2 separate regions of the Zea mays genome follow, and region 1 is linked to region 2. The links are chromatin contacts, called in public Hi-C maps. All regions are on one chromosome and are shown on one strand. The core of a region is the stretch at or near the end of the contact, and the rest is flanking DNA. Distances in the headings are between cores, read along the strand shown.

Evidence for each region. A called contact is a pair of places that touch in the nucleus more often than the background predicts.
Region 1: a contact with region 2 is called in a Hi-C map of endosperm, with 2.3 times the contacts expected there. The contact joins the promoter of LOC103636359 here to the promoter of LOC542711 in region 2. A contact is called at or near these places in 6 of 25 Hi-C or Micro-C datasets (bundle sheath, ear, endosperm and 2 more).

Annotation. Positions count from the first base shown.
Region 1 is chr8:168,495,782-168,502,467 of Zm-B73-REFERENCE-NAM-5.0, reverse strand. LOC103636359 reads right to left here and starts at 5,193. Exons shown (of 1, transcript XM_008658719.4): 1 at 3,652-5,193. The coding sequence starts at 4,860. The coding sequence ends at 3,961. It overlaps LOC100283977, which reads right to left and starts at 2,167. Exons shown (of 2, transcript NM_001156875.2): 1 at 1,564-2,167; 2 at 733-1,460. The coding sequence starts at 1,699. The coding sequence ends at 1,060.
Region 2 is chr8:168,231,138-168,237,334 of Zm-B73-REFERENCE-NAM-5.0, reverse strand. LOC542711 (sucrose phosphate synthase 1) reads right to left here and starts at 1,934. Exons shown (of 12, transcript NM_001112224.2): 1 at 1,232-1,934; 2 at 425-657; 3 at 47-110. The coding sequence starts at 1,543.

The sequences.
Region 1 (6,686 bases), core at 3,944-6,443, 260 kb before region 2:
TGGTTCCCGGATGCTGATGGGATTGATAGCAGCACCAGCACTGGGGCGATCCTCCACCTCCACGTGACGTGACTGGTCGTAGTCGTAGACTAGACGAACGGAAGCGCTGCTGGAGCCGGCGCGGGTCACAACTCACAAGACGCTGGACGGACGGACGCACGGTGCCCGTCGCGCCCTGCCCCCCGGACCACGCAGCACCTCGTCGCAGTCGCAGCGGTGGCCACACGGAACCTATATAGCTAACAACCCTGGGTCCTGGCGCATTGAGTGGCCGCCAGCCAGTCACGCTCACGCAGCAGCGCGGACGGCGGCTCGTCCGATCCGGCCATGGTTAGTGCCGTCACGGGCGCGCGGCTCCCGTCGCGACGGGTACCCGGCAACGGCATCTAACGCTCGCGTGGGACGGGACACGTGAAGCGCAGGAGTCCAAGCCAACCCACCCAGGCAGAGCGGAGGCGGGTCCGGGAGGAGCCAGCGCTACCGGCAGACTGTTGTTCTAGCGAGGACCGGTACACCGACCGGCGACCATCATGAACATTTCCGTGGAGCAGGAACATAGACAGGCAGGCAGGGAAACTGGACGATCACGGCAACCGGTTGGCACGGGCGCACAGCAGCCTTCCTATGGCCAGCGCAACCGAACGTAACCACCGTCCACCGAGGCGCAGACAGGAGAGAGAGCGAGACAAACAAAAAAGGTAGCGACAACCAGATCCCATGGATGGAGTATCGTGTAAAGCGAGCAATTAAGGTTTCGTAATGGCGGCAAGGAACACGTAGCAAGCCAACGAGGAGGGTGAGGACCCCCCCCGGCGAAAAATGGCTACGTACAGCGCTCCGCAGCGATATGGCGCCAAAGCACAAGCAAACGAAGCACGCACCAACTCCGACGACCAGCTCCCCCCACCCTTCTCTTCCCTCCACATGGGATGGGAGCCGACCATGGGGCGGCAGAAACGGACGACGGCCTGTCACGCTCACGCCTGGCTGACGGACGAGCCCAGCCCATCACCAAGGCCCGTAGGCGTGTACCACCACCGCCTCTCGCTCTGTCTGGCGCTAGCTGTGACGCCGGTGGGCCGCAGTCGTTGCGCCGCCGGCGGCCTGGGCCTGGGCGCCCATGGCGAGCTCGAGCTGCCGCATGGACAGCGCCGGCAGGGGCAGCGGGTACTGCTCCTGCGGACGCTGCTGGGGCGCGGAGAACGACGAGGCCGGTGGAGGCGGCGCGGGGCGGTTCCAGGAACGGAGGTTGCTGCTGGTGCTCGTGGCGCCGTCCCAGCCGATGTGGGCCACGTGCTTCACGTCCGTAGGGAGGCCGATCACCATCTCCCGCTCCTCCTCCTCCTCCTCGTCGTACACCGCGAAGATCTGCGACAGGTTCTTGAACCCCCGCAGGAGCCGCGCCACCAGAGACTCCCCCTTGCCCCTCGCCGCCGCCGCCGCCGCCCCTGCTTCAGCCCCTGTCATAGCAGGCGGAACTCTTCAGTAACTGTTGTCGGCCGTCGAAAGAACGGCAACGGAACAGAACTGCGGGCTGCCCAATTGACGCGCGCGCGCACGTACCTTGCGGGTGGGGCTTCTTGCCGTCGCCGGCGAGGCGCCCGGTGTCGACGACGTCGACGCTGGAGTGGGAGCGGCAGCCGGAGGAGAAGGGGATGGCGATGAACCTCCGCCGTGGCATCTGCTGTTCCCTGCTCATGGCTTCTCACGGTCACGGCCTTCGCCAGCTGAGCCGAGGCCGGCCAGGGGCCGGCGCTGCTGCCTCTTGCTGACTTGCTGGCAGAGCAAGCGGATTAGGATAGCAGGGCAGCTGCCGACCGGCGAGGCTTTGCTTTACTACACCGGAAAGGGCGCGTTAGGTCCGCGCGCGCAACAGCAGCAGCAGGCAGTACGCACTGCCCCCGGTCCCCGTCGCCGTCCGGATACGGGGGATGGGAGCGTCGAAGTGGTGGTGCCACTACCAGTCTGCCATTGCATACACTACTGCTAGCACCATGTTGACATGGCCGCGGTGTGGCAGATTGTCAGTGCGGGAAAGGAAAGAGATGGGGCGGAGTGATTTGTTGATGGGTGGGTTGGGTACTTGGGTTGGTGTTTGGTTGTACTCCCACCCGAACCTCACAACGCCTTTCCGGCGGGGCTCGCGGCAGGCATGCGGACGGATGCACGGCACGGGGTTGGATTGGCTACGCGCCGAGCCGCCGGTGGTCTCCTCCTCCTGGACCAGCGCGGGTGTCCGGGCTCTCTCCGTGCCTGCCGTGGATACTGGATAGGCATCGACCGGTTGGCCGGCCGGGCCTCCGAAGCCTGCGTCTGTCCTCAAGTGTGTATAACGCGGCGGCGTCTAGCCGTCTAGGCATGTGCCGACGTGGTCCCTGCGACCCTGCGTGTGTTGTACCGTGCCACCCCGTCCACCTTGCCAGCGCCAGTTGGCATCTGCTCACGGTCACGGGGATGGATTTCGCGCGCCAGGGACCATGCGCTCGTATGCTTCACCGGAAAAATCCAAACCTGAACCCCATCATTTTATCCCTTTCCAGTCTTCCAGATAAGTTCAGAACTTCAGATGGGCGCAGCCGGATCGGTTTCGAACGATTTCCTTCAATACGACTTTTTTTTTATCATGTATTCTACGGCGGGAAATACACGGCGTACAATCCTGACTACAGAAAAAGCGGAGAAGGTGAGAGAAAGAAATGCAGGGTGAGCAGGATCCAGTAAAAAATGGTGATCGGCTGCGATATCATGGGCTTCACCGCTCCGGGATGAACGGGAAACAAAACGGGCCAGCCCGCCAAACGGGTGGTCCTTGTATACCGGACGCGCGTGAGCACCAGATGGGCCAGGACACAAAAGGCCGAGAGGATGGTTGATTTAGACTAGCTCCAACAAGGAACTCGTTTGGTTGCGGGTCAGCTAAGTCTCGTCTCTCAAATTTTGAGGGACGACAGGGGACAACACTGGGATAATTCTGTCTCAACCCTTGATCCAGAACCAAACAACATAATTTGAGGGATCGTTCTATCTCATCCCGTCCTGTCATTGCAACCAAACACACTCTAAAGGGTTCTGTACCATAAATTTAGAGGACGAGGTCGTCCTCTACTCCCTCCAGCAACGTCCTCTAAACGGTTCTCTAAATTTAAATGATGCTGCTGAATCATATATATATATAGATTTTTTCTAAACGGTTCTCTATCTATTTGAATACTTTAAACAACCGGTTTAGCAAAACTAAAATATGTACAATATATTTGAGAGTATGACCAATAAGTATATACAAAAATTAAAAATTTAAAAATGTCTCTAATATAAAATTTGCATATAGATGACGTGATTTAGAGGACGTTGTTGGAGAAGAAGTAGATATAGGGGATGGAATCTTTTAGAAAAGACTGTAAAAGACAGATATAGAGGATGAATATAGAAGACGTTGCTGTAAATAGTCTTATGCTTGCAAACTGGACCATGCAAGTTTTGTTATCGTCAGATCAGATGGTGCCATGGCCGCATGGACAATTCTGATAGTTCAGTTCCAACTTCCAACTGAGAAAAATGAGAACTTGGATACACTCATACGAGCACCTCTGACTCTCTGAGTCTCAGCTAAACAAAAGATGCTCTGGACCTCTGGTTAGTTGGATGCAGAAGTTCATCTGAATCACACGCTCTTTTATTGGTGCCTGGTAAGTCAACCTAACAACCACTCTGAAATACTATACGAAAATGCACACATTGCGTATGCGTAATACTGTACCATTTTATTGCAACGTACTGTAACAATCAATGATCCCCCTACCCCCCACCCCAGCGCGCGCGCGCGCGCACACACACACACAAAATCTGTAGGATAGGAACCGGTGCAAGAACATGGGTATCGACGGCGATGATGCCATGGATGTACGTGAAGCTAAGGGACCTAGAAGATAAACAAACGATGGAGGCGGCGAGCTCGGTCCGTCAGAAGATGTCGAGGATCTCCTGGATGAAGCCGTTGCAGAGCGGGCAGTTGCCGCGGCTGACCCAGAGCTCGCGGGAGCAGAGGCGGCAGAAGGTGTGGCCGCAGGGGATGAAGGCGGCGCCCTTGTGCCGAACCATGCACACGCAGCACACGTGCACCATCTCATCCTCCCGGCTGTCGCAGTCGTCCTCGTCCTCGTCGCCCACGGCGCCGGCCCCGCCTTTCTTAAACGCGCCGCCTCCGCTCTCCTCCTCCTCATCCTCATCGTCGTCCCACTGGTTGTCCGTCTGCCCCAGCAGCGCCATCAGCGACATCTGCGCCGCGGGCGCCGCCGTCTTTTCTTCGTCCCCCTCGTCCTCGCCGTCTTCTTCCTCTTCCCCGTCGCCGTCCTCGTCCTCGTCCTCGTGGCGTCGCTCTTCGACGTCGCGGAAGTCGTACGTCGAGAGCCGCCTTGAGCTGGAGCGGCAGGAGGCGGGGCCGACCCGGGTGGACGCGACGCGCGAGAACGTGGGCGTCGCGCGGAGCGACGGCGCGCGGGAGAAGGTGCGGGAGAACGCCGCCTCCGCCTCGCCGGGGTTGTAGTTGTACTTGTTGCTGCGGTTGTTAGCGCTGCTGATATTGCTGAGGCCGCCGCCGTTCGCCGGGGCGTGGGCCGCGGCCGCGCCGGTCTTACGCCTCTGCCAGGCGCCCGCCGCGCGCCGGAGCCGGAGCCGGTCTCGCAGCTGCTTCCAGCCGGTCGTCCTGCCGCCCCCCTGCGCGTCGACGGCCGAGGGGCTATCACCCTCGCCGGCGTCGGCGTCGTGCGGGATCTTGAGGAAGTCGCGGATGAGCGGGTCGGGCGTGGACAGCTGCTCGGACAGCGTCATCGTCCGCCGCATCTCCGGCCGCCGGCCATCCATCTCTCTCGGCCGCCGCAGCAGGTAGGTACCTGGCTCGCGTCGGGGTTGGAGGCGAGGCGATAAGGTGGCGCCACTGGCGGTAGATGTGGGGAGGTGGCCGGGTTGGATTGCGCGCGGGGAGTGGTGGTGGAGAGGCGTTGGACACGGACACGGGGCAGCTTGGTGCTTGGAGCGGATCTCGCGGGCTTTTTTAAACTGGCGTATATACAATTACCGCAACCTGCGGACAATTGGGCCCAAATTTCCGAAGTGCCATGCATGCGTAATCGCCGGCCTTCCTATTTCTGGGTACAGAATTTTTTTATGAGTTTCACGCCACTGGTTTCAGTTTAGGGCCATTATATTTGTAGCACGCAATTTTAGGTGCAAAAAAACGAGGAATTTTATTTCCATGAGGATACAAACACAAGAAACGATTAAGATACTAACATGCTATCGACAGTACTTGATTGTGTTAAGGTATTGTAGGAAATTTAGGTAGACTGGATAGATCTTCTTGTTATCTGTTGTAATTATGGCGGTAATGAACTCTAAATTTTATAGTACAAAATTGAAGAATAAGATCAGACACTATTTCTATTTATTTTTAAACTAAAATTAAAGAATTATGATGAAATATTTGAATCGTGATTCATTATCACTTCTATTTGTAACTTTTGCTCGAATTTTTAAGTTTGTGTACCAAGAGTATGTATTCTCTTAATGTATCGCTCTTGTTAACCTTTAATATAAAGCTTCTTTTATCAAAAAAGATTGTTTATTGCTCGAGACCTCTAGTGAGGTACTTCGTACAACTCACTCTCACATTATAATTAGAGCCAATTTGCTAATGGAACTCATCTATGTGACAAGATCTAGATGGCTAAAGAAGGATGAATAGTGTACAATTTTATTTCATCTTTCAGGACCATAAAATACTAGAACAAAGTTTGATTAGAATAAAAGATGATGTCATGACGATAATGCAACTTCTTGTTCTCACTCTCCTTTCACCGTTGGAACCAGGAATTGTCACTTGCCATCTCATCTCCTGCTGCTCTGAAGTCTGAGCTGGAGTCGTACATTATATACCATCAAGGTCTTCTAATTACATTACAGAAGAGAGAGAGAGAGAGAGAGAGAGAGAGAGAGAGAGAGAGAGCAGCGTGGAGTGTCGGTGTCCAAGTATAGATGCAGAGCGATCGCAGAGATTGTTGCCGTTCTCCTTCAGGCCTAGAGTCTCAACTCTGAACTGAACAGTGCGTTCTGATTAGCACACAGGGAATCAGTACCGTTGCTTCACGAGGCCGGTTACTTATTACCGGACTGGATCTGACGGACGGAGGAGCAGAGCAACGAAGCATCAGCTGCTGAGACACTTGTTTGCCTTGGCAGCAAGGAGACGAGCCGTGATTACGGGTGATTGGGCGCCACGGACATCCGGTGCCGGTGGGTCCGCCCAGGAAGGCGCCGCGCCAACAACCTCTCCCGGCCCCCGGCCAGGCTGTGACCGTACGCCACGCCTCTGTGTGTGTGTGGGGGGGGGGGGGGGGGGGTGGGACGGCACGACGCTTCATCACTCATCCGTGCGACCGTGCCGGTGTCGAGCGGCAGGCCCGGCTCCGTGCGCGCTGCGCGGACGCGTGGCGTCGATGGCGCGGACCAGCACGAGGCCGACCACGGGCGCACGGCGCGGAGTCAGACAGCATTGGGCAGCATTCATGGGCATGGCATGGGCCCAATCCCTGTTGCTCTTCTTCCACCGTCAGACCTTCCCTTCGAGTTGGAGACATCCGTCGACCTATACTGTTTCTGCAGTGGGGTTAAAGGTTCGTGGTTTCAGAAAC
Region 2 (6,197 bases), core at 685-3,184:
CTCGGCATAAGGAACTTCTCCCAAGTAACTGACCAATGATGTTTACCTGGCCACCTGTATCAGAATCACGACCTAGTTCCATGTTTTCTCCACGAACAAGACCATGCACGCTGCAGTCAAAAAGGCAGTCAACAAAGAAACAGCTTGTGAAAATCCAGAAGTTTAACTGTAAATTATTTTTATAAGAAAAAAATACCAAAATTTCTACTCCTACGATGTGCAAAGTGCAAAGAAAACTAAGGCTAGAGGCTTTTTTTTAGAAACGACGGCAAAAGCTTTCCATGGATTTTATTAGACGATAGAATAAAAAAAACTATAGCCATAAAAAAGGCTAGAGACATTTCATTACGATATATATATATATATATATATGGTTTACCAATTTAGCACAACATAGAACAAAACAATGTGCAAGTGGGTAGACCTGATGAGCACAATGTAAAGCTTCTTCTCCTTATTGTCGTCAGACCAGACGGTAAGGTCAGAGAAGTTCCTCTGGAACTTCTTCTTGGTCGTCTCAACCGGCGCAAGCTCGCCGATGGTGTCTCCCTTCTCGCCTTCTGACAGATCCTCGGCCAGGTCCTCCGTCGCCTCACGACGCACCTGCTCCTGTTCCTTCCTTCTTGCCGAGATTCTCTGGATGCCCTCCAGCTCCAGCTGCTCATAACACAATTCAGAAAGCATCAGCAGAGGGCGAGAATCTCAGCGCGAATATGTGGAATTCTCTGTTGCCATGGACAAAACCGTAAATCCAGGCTGTGACCAGTTTATTTCAATTCAAAAAAAGGCGAGGAGAAAGCAAACTAAATCCGCGAGTATACCGTATCCGTCCTGACAGGTAGTACATGCTAGAACGACTGAATGAGATACCTTTATACGAACAACAGTGAAACACTGCAATCAACTAGTAAGCTTCTTTTTAGACGTGACATCCAGTTAAGCGTGCGGTTCTGAATTCAGAAAGCACCACAACCAACCATGCATGTCTGATCTACCATCATCGGGCATAAACATTAAAACATCAACCAGAAACAAGTTCATAAAGGGAACAATTAAAATATTTATAAGATATTCTACTCGCTGTGCAGTGTGCGCTTCATTAATCCGTCCAGCAAACAGAGAACACTTGAAAATCATCTAATTCAGAGACGAGCGAGAATGTAAAAATAAAAAAAACAGAACATGCAGCGAGAGAATTTAACCGAGAAAGAGGCGGGCGCGAAACCCTGACCTGCTTCTTCTTGCGCGCGAGGTGCCAGATCCGCCAGCACATGTTCTCGAGCCTGGTGCTGCGCTCGCGGGCGTTGCGGGTGGCGACGACCTTGATCCACGTCCGGTGGAGGTCGCTCTCGTCGACGCCCTTGACCACCTCCTCGACGAAGTAGTGAGAGGGGTTGAAGTTCATGTGCGCGCCGCGGGGGCTCGCCGCCTTCGTCGGCGACCTGGGGTCCCCGCCGCCGCCGCCGCCGCCGGCACCCCGCGACGAGGTGTGGCTGTCGAGGATCGCCTCCAGGTACCCATTGATCCACTCGTTCCCGGCCATCGGATCCTCCCCCCGACCTCCTCCTCTCCCGCGCGCCCGGCCGGAACTCTACCGTAGATCGCTCGCTGCGGGAGCACTAGCCCAGGCGCCCACGCTTCTCCCACCCGCTTCGCTTTTCGCCTCGCGCGTGAGTCCTTCCTGGCCGTTGCTCTGTTTCCTGCTTTGGCGCGGCAGCGAGAAAGCGCGCCCGTGTCCCGGCGCGCGTGGCCACTGGCGACTCAAGTCGAGAGTCGAGACTCGAGAACGAGGCTGCGAGTGTTAACTGGAACCGATCGAGAGAGGACGGGGGATCCAGGCAGGGGAAAAGGCGCGCGCGCACGCATGCACCACGCGTCACCGCGGCATCGGAGCAGGGAGGCGGAGAGAGAATTTGAGAAAGAAGGGAGGTTCGTGCCGTGCATGCAGTTGCAGCGGCGGCCGCGGTTATAGGGGGGCTTCCGTTGCCACGGACGGAGAAGGGAGGAGGCGCGCGGGCGGGTGAGAGCAACTCCAGTAGTTCTCTAAAAACTTTCTAAATCAATAATTTAGGTAGTTAACATGAAAACTATTTTCCAACAGTTCTCTAAATGAACTTTCTAAATTTAACAACTTGTTATCTAACCTCATTTTCTCTCTACATTTGGCAACCATTTAACAACTCCCTAAACAAAAATGTTGACTGCATTATATAGTTTTTGTGACTTATTTTTTATGTGGATAGATACAAAACAAAATTACAACCTATATTTAGAGAACTATTGGAGAACTCATATTTTTTTACTCCAAAAGTCATTTAGCAATTTCTTAAATATGTGATTTAGAGAGCTAAAATTTACATAACTATTGGAGTTGCTCTGAGAAAGCCGCGGCACTGGCGAAACGTGGCTAGGCCGTGGCCCCACCCCAGCTCGTTGCGCGTCCGTTGGATTTCGCTTCACCGTCCGTTAGTTAGGATTCGCATTCGCAGGCGGTTACGGATCGTGCCGTGCGTGCGCTCGAGGGTGGTGATGCTTACGTATGTGGACGCCCTGCGTCACCCGCACGAATCGAATCCTTTCTGCAGCCACCCATGTCCCATGCATGCAGCAGGCGCGCCCGGCTGGCCGCCGGTCGAACGCATGTCCTGCCGGCAGCGACGCCGACGCGATCGATACCCTGTTGCACGGCGTAGTATATCCACCCACCGGACCATGGGTGTTGCGCGTACTCCGTAGCCGTAGGAATAGTATGTAGTAGTAGGATATACAGGGGGGGACGTACGGAAAATGACGATCGCTACGTGGGATTTGGTGCGGACGACACGGCGCGTTTGGCCCGTTGTTGGCGGGGACAAACCGCTCGCCGTCACCGCGAGCCCTCTTGCGCCGGCGCGTCGCGCTCGGCCCTCGTCTCCGATCGAGCGCGTACCGATCGGGCACTCAATGCACTGCGCTAGCTGCCGCCGGACCGGAATATTTCACCGCACATATATATATTCCGCTAGGATCTCTCATCCGATCCTCACACTCACACACCAAACATTGGCATCCATTTATCTGTACCAATTTATATATTCTGCATGCAACAGTAGTCTCTTGTTAATTTTCATCGGTTAAATGCTTTTTTTTATAATGGAAACAAGAGTTCCGGCTTTTCGCATCAGATGCGTACAGCCATTACATATCAAATATTGACTTAATGAACAGTTCTTTAAAAAATAAAACTAACTCGACGAAACCAAATAACATGGCTATGAAAAACACTAGGCACACTCAAGTCTTGCATTTGATCGTCATCCATGAAACGCAAAGATTTCCATCGCCACCATTTCTAGAGCTTGACACACATCGATAATTTGTTGATGTACATCCTACTTTTGTAGGAGTCTCCAGAACCTGAACCAGTGGGTACCTCTGAAGATGACCTGTACAATTGATGGTATTGGTTTTTTATTAAATGCCACCTCATCGGTTAAATGCACACCCCCGTGCTAAAACATGTGCAACACATATCATAGGTGAGTACATTTTACATAAAAACTGTATGGTTGGACAGGTTAGCATGAGTATCTAGTGAATAGTGATCCAACGTAAATTTTGCCAAAAAAGACATACCACTGCCAGTGTGCGTTGGATGCAAATCGGATGTCATTAAATGTCGGATGCCTTTAAATGTCTGGATGTATGGTTGGACAAGTTAGTTAGCATGAATACACATGATATGTTCACTTATAAAAATTATATTGTTTATGAAATTAAGTAATTGTCATTGATAATATATATTTTTGTCGATACTTGGGTCTACCAGATTAAATGACAAAAACTATCTGATTTTTGCCGACAAACGAATTAGTCCATCTAGTTTTCGTCGGCTATGCTCCGCCCAGGGAAATTAGTTGCTCTGATTTTCGTGGTCCAGTCATACATATCCAATCCTCATCACATAAATTCACAAATACATGTATTTATCCACATCCCATACACACACATATTCAACTATATCCCATACACATACATATCCAACCAAATTAGTCAATCTAGCTCAATTATAACGCATACATATTCAACCATATTCCATACATTCACAAATACATATATTTGCCCACGTCTCATACACACACATAATTCAATTCACAACACATCACATAAATCATGCACACCATATTTATGAATTCATAATAGAACTTTGAGTAACATAAGTTGTTCACAAGTCTGAATCGTTCCAAATAACATAACAAGGATCAATATTCAATCCCTCAACTCATATTTATCGGATGATTACAATTCCCACCGCTACTTATAGTGTAGTTGAACAACTAGTTAACAAATGAGCAAGACCTATCAGTGTCAACGTCTCCAGATGCTTATGTGACGGTGCCTACTGCCTAAAGTTAGAGTTCATCTCATCTAACTATTTTTGCTATAATTTAAGCTAGACTGACTAAATTATGCTACAATGGCTAAGCGTCACATGCTCACAACAGTTGATCTAGATTGACTATTTTTTATAATTGAGCTAAGTTGACTAATTTTGCTAAATGAACTAAGTTTATATATAATTGAGTTAAGTTGTCCATTTTTGCTAGAATCAAGCTAAGTTTGTTTATTTTTATTAAAATTGAGCTAATATAATTAAAGAATTGATTAACTAAGATCCAAACATGGACAAAGAACCTTATTAGGGCGGTAGCGGTGGTTGTGGCATCCACCTATATCACACTAAACCACCCAACTTAGGTTTGATATGGAAAATAGACAAGTAAATGTTACATCAGGTTGAACCATCCGTGAGAAATAATATTTATTTAACTTGCATACGAGCTTCGTAGTCAAAATTGTTGTTGTTAGTTGTTGGGGCTAGATTGTGAAATATATCAGAAACCTTACAACGTGTAGGAAATGGTGTCGCATAATAGGGAGGGTCAATTAGGACTTCTTGAAACTATTTCTAAACTAGGACACAAATAAATCCCTAGGACCACCTACGTAAATAAACAATCTAGAATGTGCAACTTAGGTTTTGCCTAAGTGTTGCTATCTCTATCGTAAAAGAAGTTTTGCAACCTAAGTTCTAATCATAAATATTCTAACTAGAAATGAGAGATTGAAACTTAAGTACTTAATATAAATGAGGAAGATAAAGAGCAAAGGTAGAGAAAGCAAGCTCTAGTGGATGACATCGTTATTTTTATCGAGGTATCTGAAACCACGCAAGGTCCCTACTAATCCTCGCTGGTGTCCCTACACAAAGGGTAGCCCACGGAATGGCCAAGCACCACGGTCGAGTAACTCTATAGAGAGCTATGGGTCTTCTCCACGTGCAAGTGGTGCTCCACTTTCGGCTCCTCTCGGACGCTCTCTGTCGTCTCCACTATTGAGCTTCCGATCGAAACGCCACGGGTCTCGTTCTCACTTGTACACGGTTGCTGTCGTGACACAAACTTGGTTGTCACTGTCTCGCAAGACTCTCGCCCCCACTCCGGTGACTCATTTCCACAGTATCACCTAGAACTAATTGTTGGGCTCATGTTCTCAGGTGCACCGGACAGTCCGTTGTACTCAGCCGGACGATCCGCGAGTGGCTATACTTTCTTCAAGTTTTGGACTTTACTTGATACTTGTTAATCTTTACTTGTGGTCTTCATAAAGTTTTATTTGAGGTGTTGCTTCCTAAGTGCCTTAGTACAAGTTACTTTTGTATCATGTGAACTACAAATACAAACACTAGCAAACGCATTAGTCCACAGATTATGTTGATCATCACACACCAAAATCATTTAATCAAATGGACCGGAATCTACTTTCCTCACGCTAGGTATAAGGACCAAATAGTTCTATGTCCAATAGAAACCTCACCTTGTTGCTATTCAAATGTGCAACAAATAGCTACAACTATATCTAGTGGACAGGATAGGATTCATCTCATCTATAGTGGATAAGCCGATAAAATTAATTGTATTTTATCGTTCTCCTTGCTACAGCTAAAAAAAATAGTTATGTTTGTTATTTTCTCTCTCATGCTAATAAAAAATTTGTGTTGACCGTGTGGTTTTAGTGGATACAAATATTTTATTTCTATCGGATAAGCATGGATCAATGTAGATTGGTTGATTTAAAGTATACGAAGATTATCGTATGCTGTACTGAAGGCTACAGCGGCCCAGGCTGCCATGTACACACGCACACGCAAGGCTCCA